Linked DNA regions of Mus musculus: all the other regions are linked to region 1. Evidence: chromatin contacts called from public HiCAR-type and HiChIP or PLAC-seq data. All regions are on one chromosome and are shown on one strand. Each heading gives the region's core, a stretch centred on a gene start, on an enhancer-like site or on the middle of the called end of the contact. The rest is flanking DNA. Distances are from core to core; before and after follow the strand shown.

Evidence for each region. HiCAR-type assays count read pairs that join an accessible place to other places. HiChIP or PLAC-seq counts read pairs in DNA pulled down with a chosen protein or histone mark.
Region 2: a HiCAR-type map of astrocytes shows a contact between it and region 1, with 2.8 times the contacts expected there. The contact joins the enhancer-like site here to the promoter of Cdca7 in region 1. A contact is called at or near these places in 2 of 39 promoter capture datasets (hippocampal neurons and pre-B cells) and 2 of 115 datasets of contacts at active chromatin or transcription factors (astrocytes and embryonic stem cells).
Region 3: an HNF4G HiChIP or PLAC-seq map of pancreatic cancer cells shows a contact between it and region 1. The contact joins the promoter of Dync1i2 here to the promoter of Cdca7 in region 1. A contact is called at or near these places in 1 of 39 promoter capture datasets (liver) and 1 of 115 datasets of contacts at active chromatin or transcription factors (pancreatic cancer cells).
Region 4: an H3K27ac HiChIP or PLAC-seq map of microglia shows a contact between it and region 1, with 8 times the contacts expected there. The contact joins the promoter of Wipf1 here to the promoter of Cdca7 in region 1. A contact is called at or near these places in 7 of 39 promoter capture datasets (the 3T3-L1 cell line, 3T3-L1-derived adipocytes, the C10 cell line and 3 more), 3 of 115 datasets of contacts at active chromatin or transcription factors (embryonic stem cells, large pre-B cells and microglia) and 2 of 9 other capture datasets (adipose tissue and liver).
Region 5: a contact with region 1 is called in an H3K4me3 HiChIP or PLAC-seq map of embryonic limb bud, with 5 times the contacts expected there. The contact joins the enhancer-like site here to the promoter of Cdca7 in region 1. A contact is called at or near these places in 7 of 39 promoter capture datasets (the 3T3-L1 cell line, 3T3-L1-derived adipocytes, the C10 cell line and 3 more) and 1 of 115 datasets of contacts at active chromatin or transcription factors (embryonic limb bud).

The regions. Positions count from the first base shown.
Region 1 is chr2:72,474,872-72,477,571 of GRCm38.p6, reverse strand. Cdca7 (cell division cycle associated 7) reads right to left here and starts at 1,353. Exons shown (of 9, transcript NM_025866.3): 1 at 1,261-1,353. The coding sequence starts at 1,281.
Region 2 is chr2:73,490,357-73,493,056 of GRCm38.p6, reverse strand. All of the region lies in intron 1 of Wipf1 (WAS/WASL interacting protein family, member 1), which reads left to right. Among named protein-coding and RNA genes, the nearest start is that of Wipf1, 38 kb to the left of the region's middle. Within about 2 kb of position 1,331, at least 44 of the 459 cell types and tissues checked have an H3K27ac peak or open chromatin away from gene starts, as enhancers often do. A contact at or near this core is called in astrocytes, where this site is marked.
Region 3 is chr2:71,210,675-71,213,374 of GRCm38.p6, reverse strand. Dync1i2 (dynein cytoplasmic 1 intermediate chain 2) reads right to left here and starts at 1,429. Exons shown (of 16, transcript NM_010064.4): 1 at 1,301-1,429.
Region 4 is chr2:73,528,047-73,530,824 of GRCm38.p6, reverse strand. It overlaps Wipf1 (WAS/WASL interacting protein family, member 1), which reads left to right and starts at 1,338. Exons shown (of 8, transcript NM_153138.4): 1 at 1,338-1,498.
Region 5 is chr2:73,544,328-73,547,040 of GRCm38.p6, reverse strand. No RefSeq gene overlaps it. Among named protein-coding and RNA genes, the nearest start is that of Gm30940, 16 kb to the left of the region's middle. Within about 2 kb of position 1,275, at least 13 of the 459 cell types and tissues checked have an H3K27ac peak or open chromatin away from gene starts, as enhancers often do. A contact at or near this core is called in embryonic limb bud, where this site is marked.

The DNA of each region.
Region 1 (2,700 bases), core at 104-2,603:
TGACTTTAATTCTCTACACTCTACTAATCAATTTAACTCCATGTCAGCCTCAGGGGAGGCAGTCAATCAAAAGCCATCAGGAAAAGAGGCTAATCTTTAACAAGCCAGGACAGGCCAACGGTCAGTCATTCACCAGGCAAGTATGTCTTCGATGGAAAAGACACACAAAAAAGGAGAGCCAAAGGTCGTGCCTGGGGTGAACTTTTTTGGCAGATGTAACTCTTAATTCTGTTTACGGTGAGTGTTCTTTGACGGCAGATTTGGTACTGATGTTCGCTTAATTCTTTGCAGCGACGTTACCATCACTTAAATAAGTAAGAAAACTGAAGTGCGGAGAGGTGAAGTCGATTCCTCCAGTCAGGTGTCCAAATATGCACCAAGGCAAGCCAAACTCCAAGCCCATTTCCCCACGCGCGGAGATCCGCTATGAGACCACGACTCCGTCTACCCACTCAGACCTCGCCACAAGGGCCCCCGAACCCGATATTTATTTGAAGCACGTCACTGTCTTCCTTTCCGCCCATCCCCCCACTCTTCAACCCACTCCAGGGCAGGACATAAGTTCTGGCTTCCGTTGGAGCAAAAAGAGTTACGTTCCAGCTCGCAGCTGCAAGCCGGGAAGAAAAGGGTGGGACGGGTGGGGAGTTGGGGGACGCAGGGAAGGTTACTAAACGGTCGCGGCACACGACTTGCATCGCTGGGCCCCAAAATTGCATCTGACCACAGCCTAGGACTAAAACAATACCTCCCCCCACGTGCACAACCCAAGTTCTCAAGAAATGCTCACAAGGCCATCTACGCTAAACCCGCAGATCCAGAGTGGTTAGAAGGGGACGCAGAGCAAAAGAGGATCGATCCCAGGGCCACTAGTGCACGCGTAGGTAACAACGCACTCGCCGCCAGCGGGTCGTGCAGGGTGAGGTCCCAGAAGGTGGAAGGCTGGGATACGACCGCCAGACAGGATGGCCAGCGGCGAGTCCCAGGCCTCCGCGCGCACGTGGAGCATGAGCGCCCGTGCCGCAGGTTCCGGGAACGCTGGCAACTCCGTGCGCGCCGGCGGGCGCATCACCTTGGCCTTGAGTTATCCTGGGTGCAAAGATTATAAGAAAATCGATCTGTGATTTCCCTCAACCTGGCGACAATCAGGAGCGCGTGGGACAAGTGAGCGGAGCTAACCCGCGGAGTCGGAGGGAAGTGGCCCGGACCCGCCCGTGTCTAGCACCCACCAACCCCGCCCCGGTGCACCCGGCCGGGCCTCACCCGCGCGCGGCGAGCCTCCATGTTGGCGGCGGGTACCCAGGCACTCGGAACGGGGATAGTTCGTCGGAACACACCAGCACTCAGAGCCCGAACAACCCGAGCTCCGGGACAGAGGCGGGGCGCGCACTCCGCCGCCGGAGGGGCGGGGCCACCGGCTTTCCCGCGCCGGGACGCAGGTCCTGCCAGCTAAGATGACCTCTTTAGCGGTACCCGAAGCGTCCCAGCTCTGGAAAAAAATAGAAGCGGTTCTCGTGGTTGTAATAACCTTGAGTGTCCTCGGAAACTGCTGAATGTTCTATGAAACAGTGGCGTTGTGGGAACTCAGTGCCACTGGCTTTTTATGAAGCTGCGCGGTCCTGGGAAGTGGCGCGAAAGTGGCTGCCGAGGTCCTGAGACTGGCCGTCTGATTTGCATACAAAACGGGAGATTGTAAGGCTGGTAGAGCCTCTTACTGCGTTCACACTTTCGCTGTAGTTTAATCTCTTAAAAATGTTAAAGAACAGAACGGGGATACCACCCACAAATATCTGAGAGCATAGCACCTCTTATCTAGCAACCACACCACTATCTATATGTAGTCAATAGACCAGTTAAGTCCTGTTGCTTCAAGAAAGATTCCGGCGTGGGTTTAAAAATAGCCCTTCAGTTGAGTAAAGCCTCTCCGAAGGGTAAAAGTCTTTAGAGCTTTATCTTTCGGAGATAAAAGCTGCAGGCGATTACACTGTGGATTGTCCATTTTTCTCCAGGCAAAATTGGGAACAACCAGAGCTAGTTAGAAGATCTTTCTTTCTTTCTTTCTTTCTTTCTTTCTTTCTTTCTTTCTTTCTTTCTTTCTTTCTTTCTTATAGCCCTTCTCACTAAGACCGGCACAGGGATGAAACGAGGCTCCCCTGTTTTTAAAGAGTAAAACACAGGGGGAAAAAAAAAAACCCAAACAGCAACGACCGAAAAACCTTGGGTGCTTTTTAAAAGAGCTTTAATTATAATCATAGATTTAAAACATTTCTTGAAGTGTAAGCATTCCCCCTTATTTCAAAACTTTTCTCTTAGTATTGATGTTGCCACAGTCCTTTTCTGTGAAGAGAGCATGCGCAACACACACACACACACACACACACACACACACACACCTCTCTAGGTACTGACCATAAAGACATAAATAACCGAGGAAGACAATGGATTGGAAGGAGCTGCCCAGGGGTCACCCTCCCTCTGTGCTAGAGACAAAGAACTCCAGTCTCCAACTTAGGCATCAAGAGAAGCAGCTAATTGATTTGTTTGGCAAAATTCCTGGTAGCAGCCAGGAGTTCAACCAACACTTGTTGGATGAATAAGTATGTGGATGGAGACCTAAAATTGTCCTTAGTACAATGTTCTTGTGAATATGGTTTGTGCAAGTAGAACTGACCATGTGAGGTCACAGAACGAAGGGGGCATCCG
Region 2 (2,700 bases), core at 82-2,581, 1.0 Mb before region 1:
CATCATGGTTCTTAGAACTGTCCTGCCTGCTTCTGGAATCCTGTATTTACTGTGATTCTTAACCTCATCCTGGGTGACAACAGGAATTTTTTTTTATGACTAACAATTATTTTTATTCCTAATAATTACATAATTATCATTTTGAGAACACTCGTGTTTTCATAATTCACTTTTAAAATAGGGACTTTCTAAATATTATTTTATCTTTCAGGGTTTTTTTCTTTTATTGAAAATAGTTTTGTTTTTTTTTTTCACGTGTATATATATATATATATATATATATATATATATATACACATACATACATATACATATACATATATATCTCCTGATTATGGTTCTCCCTTCCTCTGCTCCTCCTAGCTCCTCCCCACCTCCCTCCCATCAGGATCCACCCCCTTTCTGTCTCTCATTAGCAAATACACAGGCTTCTATGGGATAATGATAAAATAGGAATAAAAAAATCTACACATTGGGATAGAACAAAATAGAAAAAAAAAAGAAAGAAAGAAAGAAAAAAAGCCCAAGGAAGACACAAGAAAAAGAGACACACATTCTCATTCTCGGGAATTCCATAATACTGTGATGCTATGTATGCAAAAGACCTGTAAGGTAAAAAAGAGAGAATAAAAAAATACATATATAAAAAAAAAACAAAAAGAAAAAGACAAGGAAAAAAGCCTGACCCAACATTGTGAGGCAGTGACCCAACAAAGACTCCCTTGAGCTTGCTTTCTGTTGGCATTTACTCCTGGGCATGCCCTACCCTGAGGAACAGTTTGTGTCCCCAGTGAGACTCCTTTGGAGAACACTAAATTCTAATTTTCAATTTGCTAGTCATTATCATTTGGAGCTAGTATCTGGGTTAGGGATGGGGCATGTGTCCTTCATCCTCTCAGCTCTAGGGCCCCCCCTGGAGGAGACCTGTGTAGCAGCATGGCTTTTCTGTGTCCCTAGCCATTCTTTTTATGAACAAAGAAACTCCTCATTTCCCTTCTATCTTGATTAGCCATAAAGATGAACAAACAGCTTGGTTATTTGCAATCCAGTTCCGTAAGGTTGAAAGAAGCCAACTTGGTGTATGGCGTCAGGCCCTGTGGCATGCCAGATAGTGAGCCAGCTAGGGAGGGAGGGAGGGCTCTGACTTTGGGAGCAGATGGTCCAAAGCCTGATAATTCCAGCTTCCATTACATTGCAACCACACAAACAACGTTCCACTGTGTGGGGCACCATCAGGAGAACTTTGTCAACCTTTCAACTTCCCTTTAACTGCTCCAAGGGCTCACAGATTCCGTGCATGTAGTCTTTTCGAATGAGTGGGAAGGGGAAAGCCTTTACATGATGTAATGCCCCAAAAATCCCCCCACAGTTTCTGAGGGAAGCAGTTGCTCTCTGTCTGTCTGGACAAGCTGACTTCAGTGGGACGCTTTTTCCTAGACAACCCAGGGCAATGTGCATGGACGGACTCTGGCTCTCCTCTCTCGGAGCCTGAACAGCAAGAGGACTGTTTGCACGTGCACAGGAAGTGACACTGGATGCTGTCAGAAGCTTTGGTATCAAATCCTAGGTCCACCACTTATTTACTGGTTTGGGGGAAATCCCTTTAATTCTTGAAAGGTGGCTCTCTCCATTTGGGACGATAAACCTGAATAATTAAAATTGATCTACTTATGCTTAAACAAAAGCACTGTTATCTAGCAGTCTATCGATTCTTGGCAGTCCTACCTAACCAGTTTCTGAGCAGTAAATCGGAGTTCCTGGAAGTTATTTCGATTGTTCCTAGATCTCTATCCCTCTTCCTTCTTTACTGTCGCTCCAGTCTGTGAAAAATTAAGTATGGAATTTAAATGTTACTCAAATGCATACATTGTAAATGTAAAATGTGCACACACACACACACACACATACACACACTGCTGTACAACCAACACATGCATTTTGTGGCCAGAATTCCTTCCTCCCACCCCTAGTCATACCAATGTTTAAAAGATTGACAACTACTTCATTTTCAGAAATGAGAAGTTTACAGGGTCCAAGTCCTCTGACTTCTTAGCTGTCCATTAGGAAAGTCAGACTTCTGGCTGCTTTTCTCAGTTGAATTCCTTAGCTCTTTAGAGGATGTGTTAGCATTCCTGTGATCCTGCCTCATTCTAGAGCAGATACCTTAGCTGGTCACTCTAGTAATGAGGCGTGAGGTAGTCAGAAACACCTTGGGCAACTTCTCTCCTGTAGATCCTGTAGCAGGTTGTCCTAGTGTCTGTGGGCCTCAGAGCCTAAAGTTTGACATTCCCCCCCCCCCCCCCCAGGATGGTCTTGGCTGTGTCCCAGCTTTGGTTTCCTGGATGCCTCTACTCCACACTATTGGTTAGAACTATAGTTTACCCTCCATACAGGAAGGGAGGAAGTCAGTGGGGAGCTTGCAGTCTGCCCTCTGCCCTCTGATAGCATTTCTAGAGCCTGGTGTAGTGGCACTCCAGTCTTCAGAAAGCTGAGACCGGAGGATTGCAAATTTGAGCCCAGTCTGGGCTTCATAGCAAGACTCTATCCTATCCCTCATATACCTCCAAAGAGAACAGTTTCAAGTGCTCTGTAATGTCACCCTTAGCTCTGCCATTATTGTTACTAACATGAAGCTATATTTCCTGTAAACGGCGACTTTACCGCTACCAGGGTCCTGCTGACAGTGCTCTATCACTGACT
Region 3 (2,700 bases), core at 180-2,679, 1.3 Mb after region 1:
CCTTCTCTACATTACTGGTTCAACCTTTGTCAGTGTCTCTCTCCATACAACTGCAGGATTAAATGCTTTTGATTAAGGAAACTGGGTTAATAACCTCTTGAAAAGTCTAGGAATCTCTTAGGATCACAATAAAGTTGGATTAAGGGCAAATTTGGTAAGGAGGAAAAATTCATCTATGAAAATGAAAAACATTCTTCTATGTAAATGAAAAAGGGAGAATTCTTGGTAGCGTACTTCAGAAAGACAGGACAGTGGGCAAAAACTAGTGAGCAAGTAACAGGAAATCCCTTTAATATACACTTTTTTTTCCATTTTTTATTAGGTATTTAGCTCATTTACATTTCCAATGCTATACCAAAAGTCCCCCATACCCACCCACCCCCACTCCCCTACCCACCCACTCCCCCTTTTTGGCCCTGGCGTTCCCCTGTACTGGGGCATACAATGTTTGCGTATCCAATGGGCCTCTCTTTCCAGTGATGGCCGACTAGGCCATCTTTTGATACATATGCAGCTAGAATATACACTCTTATATATACTCCCAACCAAGTCATTTGAACAAACTCGCAAAGCAAAGCTCGTGTTTCTTCACCCACTCTTTTCAGGTCTCTAAAAAGCTTCATACTGTAAGGGCTGTTGAAGAAAGTTTCCATACACATCACTCTGTATGATTTTTTTTTGTATTATGTATGATAAATAATACATATTATTTTCTGTTTAGGACCAATTGTCAACAATATACCAATACTGCCTGGAATCTAGTTTGAAGAAATACTTCTTCCTTCAACTCTAACTATTTTGTCCCGCTGAAGCACGGGCGATCAGTTAGCTCCCTCATTATCAGACAGGTCAGGGCCTCTGCTCCGTGACTGACAGGTTCATTTTCTTAAAACTCCGGAAAAAGGAAAGTGTCTAGAATGATGTTTACAATCACAGTGTTCAGAGACCTCCAACACACACGCTAGGTGCCTGGTCATTGCTACTGACCCAAGTAGTAGTGATCTTTATTAATAAAAACCAAGCAAAGCTTAAGGAATTACTTTCTCCCTAGGCTTAAGGCCAAGAGGGTGCGGTCCGGGCTGGGGTGTGTCCGAGGTCCACCAGACGGGTGCAGGACAAATCCCGAGGGTCCAGGCCGCCTGCGGAGGGTCCCGAAGGGTTGCCAAGGGCCCTGGTGGCCTCCCCAGGCCGCTTTGAGTCACCCGGGCCGGCGCTGTCAGAATATCGGCCGGGCGGCCCTACGAGCTCCAAAGCGGCCATCAGAGGCAAAAGGGACTTGAAGGAAGCGCGGCCGACCGACCTGTCAGGTGGCGGAGTGGAGATCGCTTTCTCTGGCCGGTAACTTCCCGGGAACGTCCCTCTCCAACTGTCGCCGCCGCAGATCCGCGGCGTCCCAAGCACACAAAGAGGGATGGGCGGCGGCCGCTACGGCGAGAGCCGAGGGACAAATGGCTGCGCCGAGACGCGGTCTCACACAGAATCAGAGTCTTTGCCGCCCAGCGCAGAGGGGCGGCCTCTCCGTGACTTACCTTTTGTAAAACAGAATCTCCCGGTTGAAACAGATACACCGGCCCGGGGCCCGAAGCGTTTCCGCTTTGGCAAAAGCTGGACAACCACACCTCACATCCTGGGGCGGAGCCCTCAATACCTCCAGAGAACTTCAAGTCCCGGCAACCAGGCGCCCTGCCTGGGCGAGCGAAGCTCTGTGGGAGTTGTGGTCCCACTAGAGGCAAGGAATGCTGGGATATGTAGTCAGTCTTAGCTTTCCTGTCCCCAGCACCAAGGCCATCTTTCTGCCCTTAAAATGCTAATGAGAACATTCCAGAGTTTGTATTGAAGGTGTTTTCTTCCGTGGAACAATGATTACAATGCAGCATGTGCTGCTTAAGGTCTGTGGCCCAACATTAACAAAATCTTAAGTCCTGTTTTTCCATAATGAACCTGAGAAAAGGGCATTTTAAGAAGTTTATTTATAGGCATGTGCTCGTAGATTGATTTGCAGGGGCCATGGATTATTGAGGATTCTTGTAGCATGTGACACAAGATCAAAAATAAACATATATTGGGGCTGGAGAGATGGCTCAACTGTTAAGAGCACTGGCTGCTCTTCCAGAGGTCCTGAGTTCAATTCCCAGCGACCACATTGGTGACTCACAACCATCTGTAATGAGATCTGATGCCCTCTTCTGGTGTGTCTGAAGATAGCTACAGTGTTCTTGTATAAATAAAATAAATAAATCTTTAAATAAAAATATATTAATTTAAGCAGGGCATGGTGGCGCACGCCTTTAATCCCAGCACTCCGGAGACAGTGGCAGAGGCAGGCGGATTTCTTAGTTCAAGGCCAGCCTGGTCTACAAAGTGAGTTCCAGGACAACCAGGGCTATACAGAGAAACCCTGTCTCTAAAAACAAAACAAAACAAAACAAAACAAAAAAATAATTAGCATAAAAATAATTTCTAGTATTTTATAACAGAATAGTTTCCTCCAAAAAGTGTGTTTGGTAAGAAAGCATTTTATACTATTGGATCTGGTTAGATTTTTAATATAAAGAAAATAATTGAAATAAGAATTTACCAGAAGTGCATGGGCTGATGCATGTGGCTTGAAGAATTTATTTGAATAATCTGAAGCATTATTTGCCAAGTATTAAAGCGTTATTTGCTAAATATTAAAGGTAATACCAAAGCATTACTTTC
Region 4 (2,778 bases), core at 89-2,588, 1.1 Mb before region 1:
AAAGATCCAAACTCAATGCGCCAGAACTGGAGAAAATGGTTCAGCGGTTAAGAGCACTTGCTGCTCTTAACAGAGGACACTTAGATTCCCAGCATCTACGTGGTAGCTCCCAACCGTCTGTAATTCCATTATCAGGGCATCCCACACCTTCTTATGGCCTCTGTGGCACCAGGCAAGCACATGATACAGATAGATATATTTGCAGGCAAACCACTTGTACACATTAAATAAATACATACATAAAAGGCAAATATAGCATAGACCTTAGACGAATACAGTTAACAGTGGGAGTTTGTAACCATCCTGGAATTCATGGTGAGACCTAAAAATAACAAAAACAAAACAAAAAGGAAAGAGTGCATTTAGAGACTCCTACCAAAAAAAAAAAAAAAACAAACAAACAAACAAAAAAAAAAACAAAAAAAAACGCTAATAAGAGTTTAGGAGAGGTGGCCCTGTCGCTGTCTTTCCAGGATTATCGTATCCGCCAGAAGCATGTCACAGAGACTGCACACATAGGGACAACTCAGCACAGAAAGCCTGAAGCCGAGGCATTCTAGATGCCACATTCTGAGGTGCATCTTTCAAAGCTTCCCTGCCTTTACCCAGAGAGCTACGTCGTCTCGGTAGCTTTACTATCCGGTCCAGTAGTTATACTGACCATAACTGTCTTTGTCTTTCAAATGTATATGTTCTAATGTGTCATCCCAGTGTTAACTTGCCTTTAAGGCCTGATAGTGGTGTTTTTGAGAACTGGCAAGAGCCATGTGAAAGGGCCTCGGGTTTCTCCTTATACTCGCTCGGCTCTTGATCTTTCTATGTTTGCAGAAGTCGGTGGAAAAAAAAAAAAAAAAGATTCCAAGAATCCCAACCGATAGGCACCTTACCCTGGGAAGAGCTGTGCGCTCCCAGTGGGCGGGGATTGGGGACGCGCGTGGCCCTTGGGCTTCAGTGGGGCCACTCCATCTTAGAAGCCAGTTTTTACAGTGAATGGAAACTTTTAAGTTTCTCAAAGCGGGGGGCGCCCTCTGATTCGGGAGCGGAGTGGAGATGACCGGAAAAGGCTTTCCCTGTGTTGGGGGGAGAGCACCCCACTCGGAGGCCCGGGTAGTTTCTAGGGACAGCGTCTTGGGTTGGGTATCCCTTCCAGGTCCGGCTCCTGGGCGCACGCAGGTCCGGACCCCTCGGCCTCCGCCCCGGGGAGAGCCCAGCCCAGGCTCCGGTCCCGCCGGCCTCGGAAGTCAGGGCGCGGCGAGGGCGAAGGGCGAAGGGCCAGCGGCTGCCTCGGCGTCCGCGTGTGGCGGGGGCCGTAGGGGGAGGACGCGGGCCGAGGGGGAGGGCGCACATCTCGGCGAAGTTCCCGGATGGTCGCAGCCTCCCGGCGCGGAGCGCTTTTCCTGCCCGCCCCGGCTCAGCCCTGCGGACCCAGAGAGAAGTTTCCCAGAAAAAAATGCCCCGCGCGCCGCGGGGCCGAGGAGCCGCCCGGAGCCGCTGCACGGTAAGGGAGCCGCGCCCCACCATGCAGGGCGCGTCCGGGGTGCACGGAGTTGGGGTGCAGACGGGCGGGTTGTCGGGGCCGCGTCCTCGGCGCCCAGGGGAGCGATCCCCGCTCAGGCCCGCGGTCCAGCCCGCGCGGGAGGAAGGGGCGGCGGCTGCCGGGGCTCGAGATGCCGCGATCCCCGCTGAGCGCTGCGGGGCTGCACCGACCCAGGACCGCCCGTGGACCCGATGGATCTAACCGCGGTCTCCCTGGGATGCCCGGGAACCGCATCTGCAACTCCATCTCCACCGAGGGCGGGTGACTTTGGAGTTTAGGGCTCCCAGAACTTGGCTCCAGTGCTCCCGGGCAGCCTGATCCCGGGTATGGGCGCGCTCTAGGTGCCTATGTCTGCTCCTGAAAGGGCGGCCAGCTCGGGTCAGGGCTTTGCGCCCGGGGCCTCTCCCTAAATCGTGGACCGCTTCCCTTCAGCCTTCATCTCCCGCTACTTTAGCATGCTTTTCTTTTCAAAGAAAGAACAGTGAAACTTAACTAGTGCAAGAGAAATCCAATAGGGATGACCCAGATCCTCGGTTTGTGGCTAGACTTTGAACTCAGATTAACAAAAGGTGTGTCTGTGTGGAACCTGGTTTGACTGGGTCTTGCTTAATCTCCAAGGAATATCCCCGGGCTATAGGCTCCTAACCCCTCAGGGTTTCTACAGTGAGCAGATTTGGTCTCTTTCTCTGAAAATCGCTAGTCTGTCTTGGATCTTCCTTGCCCTTCATCTCTCTGGTTCCTGAGCGGGCCTGCAGGTAGACCCACAGGGACAGCGGACACGTGTGCAGCCTGGGTAGGTTTTCTTTTAACAGCTTCCATATAATTTGAATACTGTATTTTCATTTGATAGATTTTTTTTTGCCTCCTCAAAAAATGCTTATTTCAATAATTGATAAATAACTTAAAAGTTTGTAGATCATGTTTTTGACTTCTTAAAGAGAGAAAGTCTTTCATAAACTATGGGCTCTCTGCTTCTTACAGTGCTCAGGGCACTGCCTTCTACCCTGATTACCTGCCAGTTGCGGTTCACCAGGCTGATCCTCTCAGAGGCATGGGGTGGTGTACACATATGTGTACAGATCGTACACATATCTGTGAGTGCCGGTTGCCGGCTGAAGAGAAGCTGCAGACTGGGTTTTCCAAGTGTTCTGGATCCGCTCAGCGACATCACCGTCTTCCCTGAGTAGCTTTTCTCTTTGGGAATCACATGAGCGCTTTTAGATTACGTGATGGAAAGCAAA
Region 5 (2,713 bases), core at 26-2,525, 1.1 Mb before region 1:
AACACACGCCCACCAATAAGGCTAAAATGAGCTTTCAACACCAGCTTGGCTGGACCCTGGTGCACACATCCTCCCTCTACACGTCGACATCCCTGTGGGCTAGGATACCCATTGCTCTGATTTTAACGGGGTGGAAACTGATACTCTGAGCAATGAGGAGGCTATCCAGGTTGCATATTGCTCCTTACTGCAGCGGGTGCTGAGCCAGGGCCCCGGGGGATGATACATTATTATCATTTAGGCACTGCAATCCTGTCATCCTGTGAAGGAAGGGTTTTATGGACCACAGCATAAACACAGGTCATAAGTGACTTGTCCAAAGTGACAAAATCAGTTACTGGCAAACATCTCAGGCGGCTTCTTCTTCTTCTTCTTCTTCTTCTTCTTCTTCTTCTTCTTCTTCTTCTTCTTCTTCTTCTCCCCGTCCTCGTCCTCCTCGTCGTCTTCCTCCTCCTCCTTCTCCTCCTCTTCCTTCTTCTAATATGGAACAGAGTTGATTTAGGACATGCAGGGGCGATTTGAGAGGGTACTAGAGACAGAGAAAGACAGAGAGGGAGACAGACAAAGAGACAGAAAGAGGAAGAGGAGGAGGAGGAGGAGGAGTGGAGGAGGTCGGCCATGAGCACGTGGCAGGGTGGGTGGGGGGAGCGGGAAATGGGGAAAAGGGAGGAAGAGGGTAAGGGAGTAAGAGCCAGAGGAGAAGAGGAGATGTCTCTGGCTTCTTTATCATTATTTTTCTCCCTTTTATTTTATGCCTATGTGTGTTTGCCTGTGTGTACATCTGTGTCCTGTATGGAGGCTGGAAGAGAGTATCAGACACCCTGGGACTGGTGTCCCTCATGGCTGTGAGCTGTCCTGTGGGTACTAGGAACTGAACCCAGGTCCTCTGTAAGAGCTCTTGACTGCTGACCACCTCTCTAGTTCTAGCATTTTTTAAAAATTCACTTTTAATTGACAAGTAAAAATTATACATATTTCTGATGTACAATATATGAATTGCCAACTTATTTAACATGTGCATGTCTGATATACTTATTAGTGTGTGTGTGTGTGCATGTTGAAACCCTTAATCCCTGTTAACACTTCTCTAATACAATATGCTGTCATTAGTGATTATCGGTGATCTCCAGGCCCTCTCCATAATTCTTCAACTTGAACTTACTTAGGAATCTTTTAAGGTACAGGCCCAGGCCCAGTGAGTATAGGCAGGGCCCACAACTGCAGTCTTAACAAGCTGCCCATATGGTGTTCATGTGTCTAGTTGGGGGATGGGCACGACAGACCATGAGGCAGATTCAGTTGCATGCCTGCCCACCAGGAAACAGGCAGCAGCAGAGGCTAGGGACCTGGCTAATAACCTTCAAAGGCCCACCCCCACTGAGTCACTACCACCCATCAAGCCCCACCCCTTCCAGGATCCACAGCCCCAAAAGCAGTGCCACCAGTTTGAGAATAGCCACTCAGAACAGAAGCCTGTGGGGCACAGTTGACATCCAACCCCTAACAAAAGGCTTGGATCTGTCTCTCATCAGTCAAAACCTATTTCATCTCTTTCCCCATTAACCACAGGGACATGAATCCCACAAGAAACTGTTTCCCAAGCTGGTAGTGCCAGTCGGATCAGAGGGAGTCCGTAACCAATCTGCTATCACTGCAGAGGCTGCCCTGCCTGGCATAGCCATCTCCTTCCCCAGAGTCTGTTCCATGCTTCCAACCCGGAAGCAGCATGCCTTCCATAAGGCCTGAAGTTTCTGCAGCCAGGGTGCATCTCCCAGTCATAGGGCACACCAGGAACAAGTCCACAACCCAACGTGAGCCTTCAGTTGAACTGTGACACTGTTGAACTATGTCAACATCTGCTGTCCCCAGCCTTCTATTTCTCAGCTCTTCCATCCTGATGCTAGGACCACCATCTCCTCATCTTCCACTGAATCTAGCTCAGACTGGTCTCAAACTTTTGATTGTCTGGCCTCAACCTCCTTGGTGCGTCACTATGTGCATGTCCTCCTATCTTTATGGCATCTGCATTCTTCTCTGTTTTTCAAGCTTGCTTTCCAGAAAGGATTCTGTGATGGTTTGCATATGCTCGGCCCAGGGAGTGGCACTATTAGAAGGTGTGGCCTTGTTGGAGTAGGTATGTCACTGTGGGCTCTAAGACCCTCATCCTAGCTGCCTGGAGGTCAGTATTCTCCTAGCAGCCTTCAGATGAAGATGTAGAACTCTCAGTTCTGCCTGTCGTGCCTGCCTGGATGCTGCCATGTTCCCACCTTGATGATAATGGACCGAACCTCTGAACCTGTAAGCCAGTCCCAATTAAATGTTGTCCTTGTAAGAGTCGCCTTGGTCATGATGTTTGTTCACAGCAGTAAAGCCCTGAGATAGGTGCTTTGTACAAGGCCTCAAGAAGTAGCAAATATGCAAATGAAGGACTCAGAAATGGAAAAACAAGACAACAACAACAAAATCCTTATACTTGAGGAACTCAGGGGGTCAGGGGGGTTGGGGTACAGATCTAGAAAGAGTTCTAGCAGAGAGGCTCTCCTCAGAAGTTGGCATATCAAGGGTGCCAAGGAGCCCAGAGGAGTCGTCGGAGATGATGTCACAGTCACTTCTGAAGGCTAGACCAGAGATAGCAATGCAAAGGGCATCCTAAGTGGAAGAGACGGCTCCAGCTGAGAACAGAGGCACAAGAAGACCGTGCCGCCACCCGGAA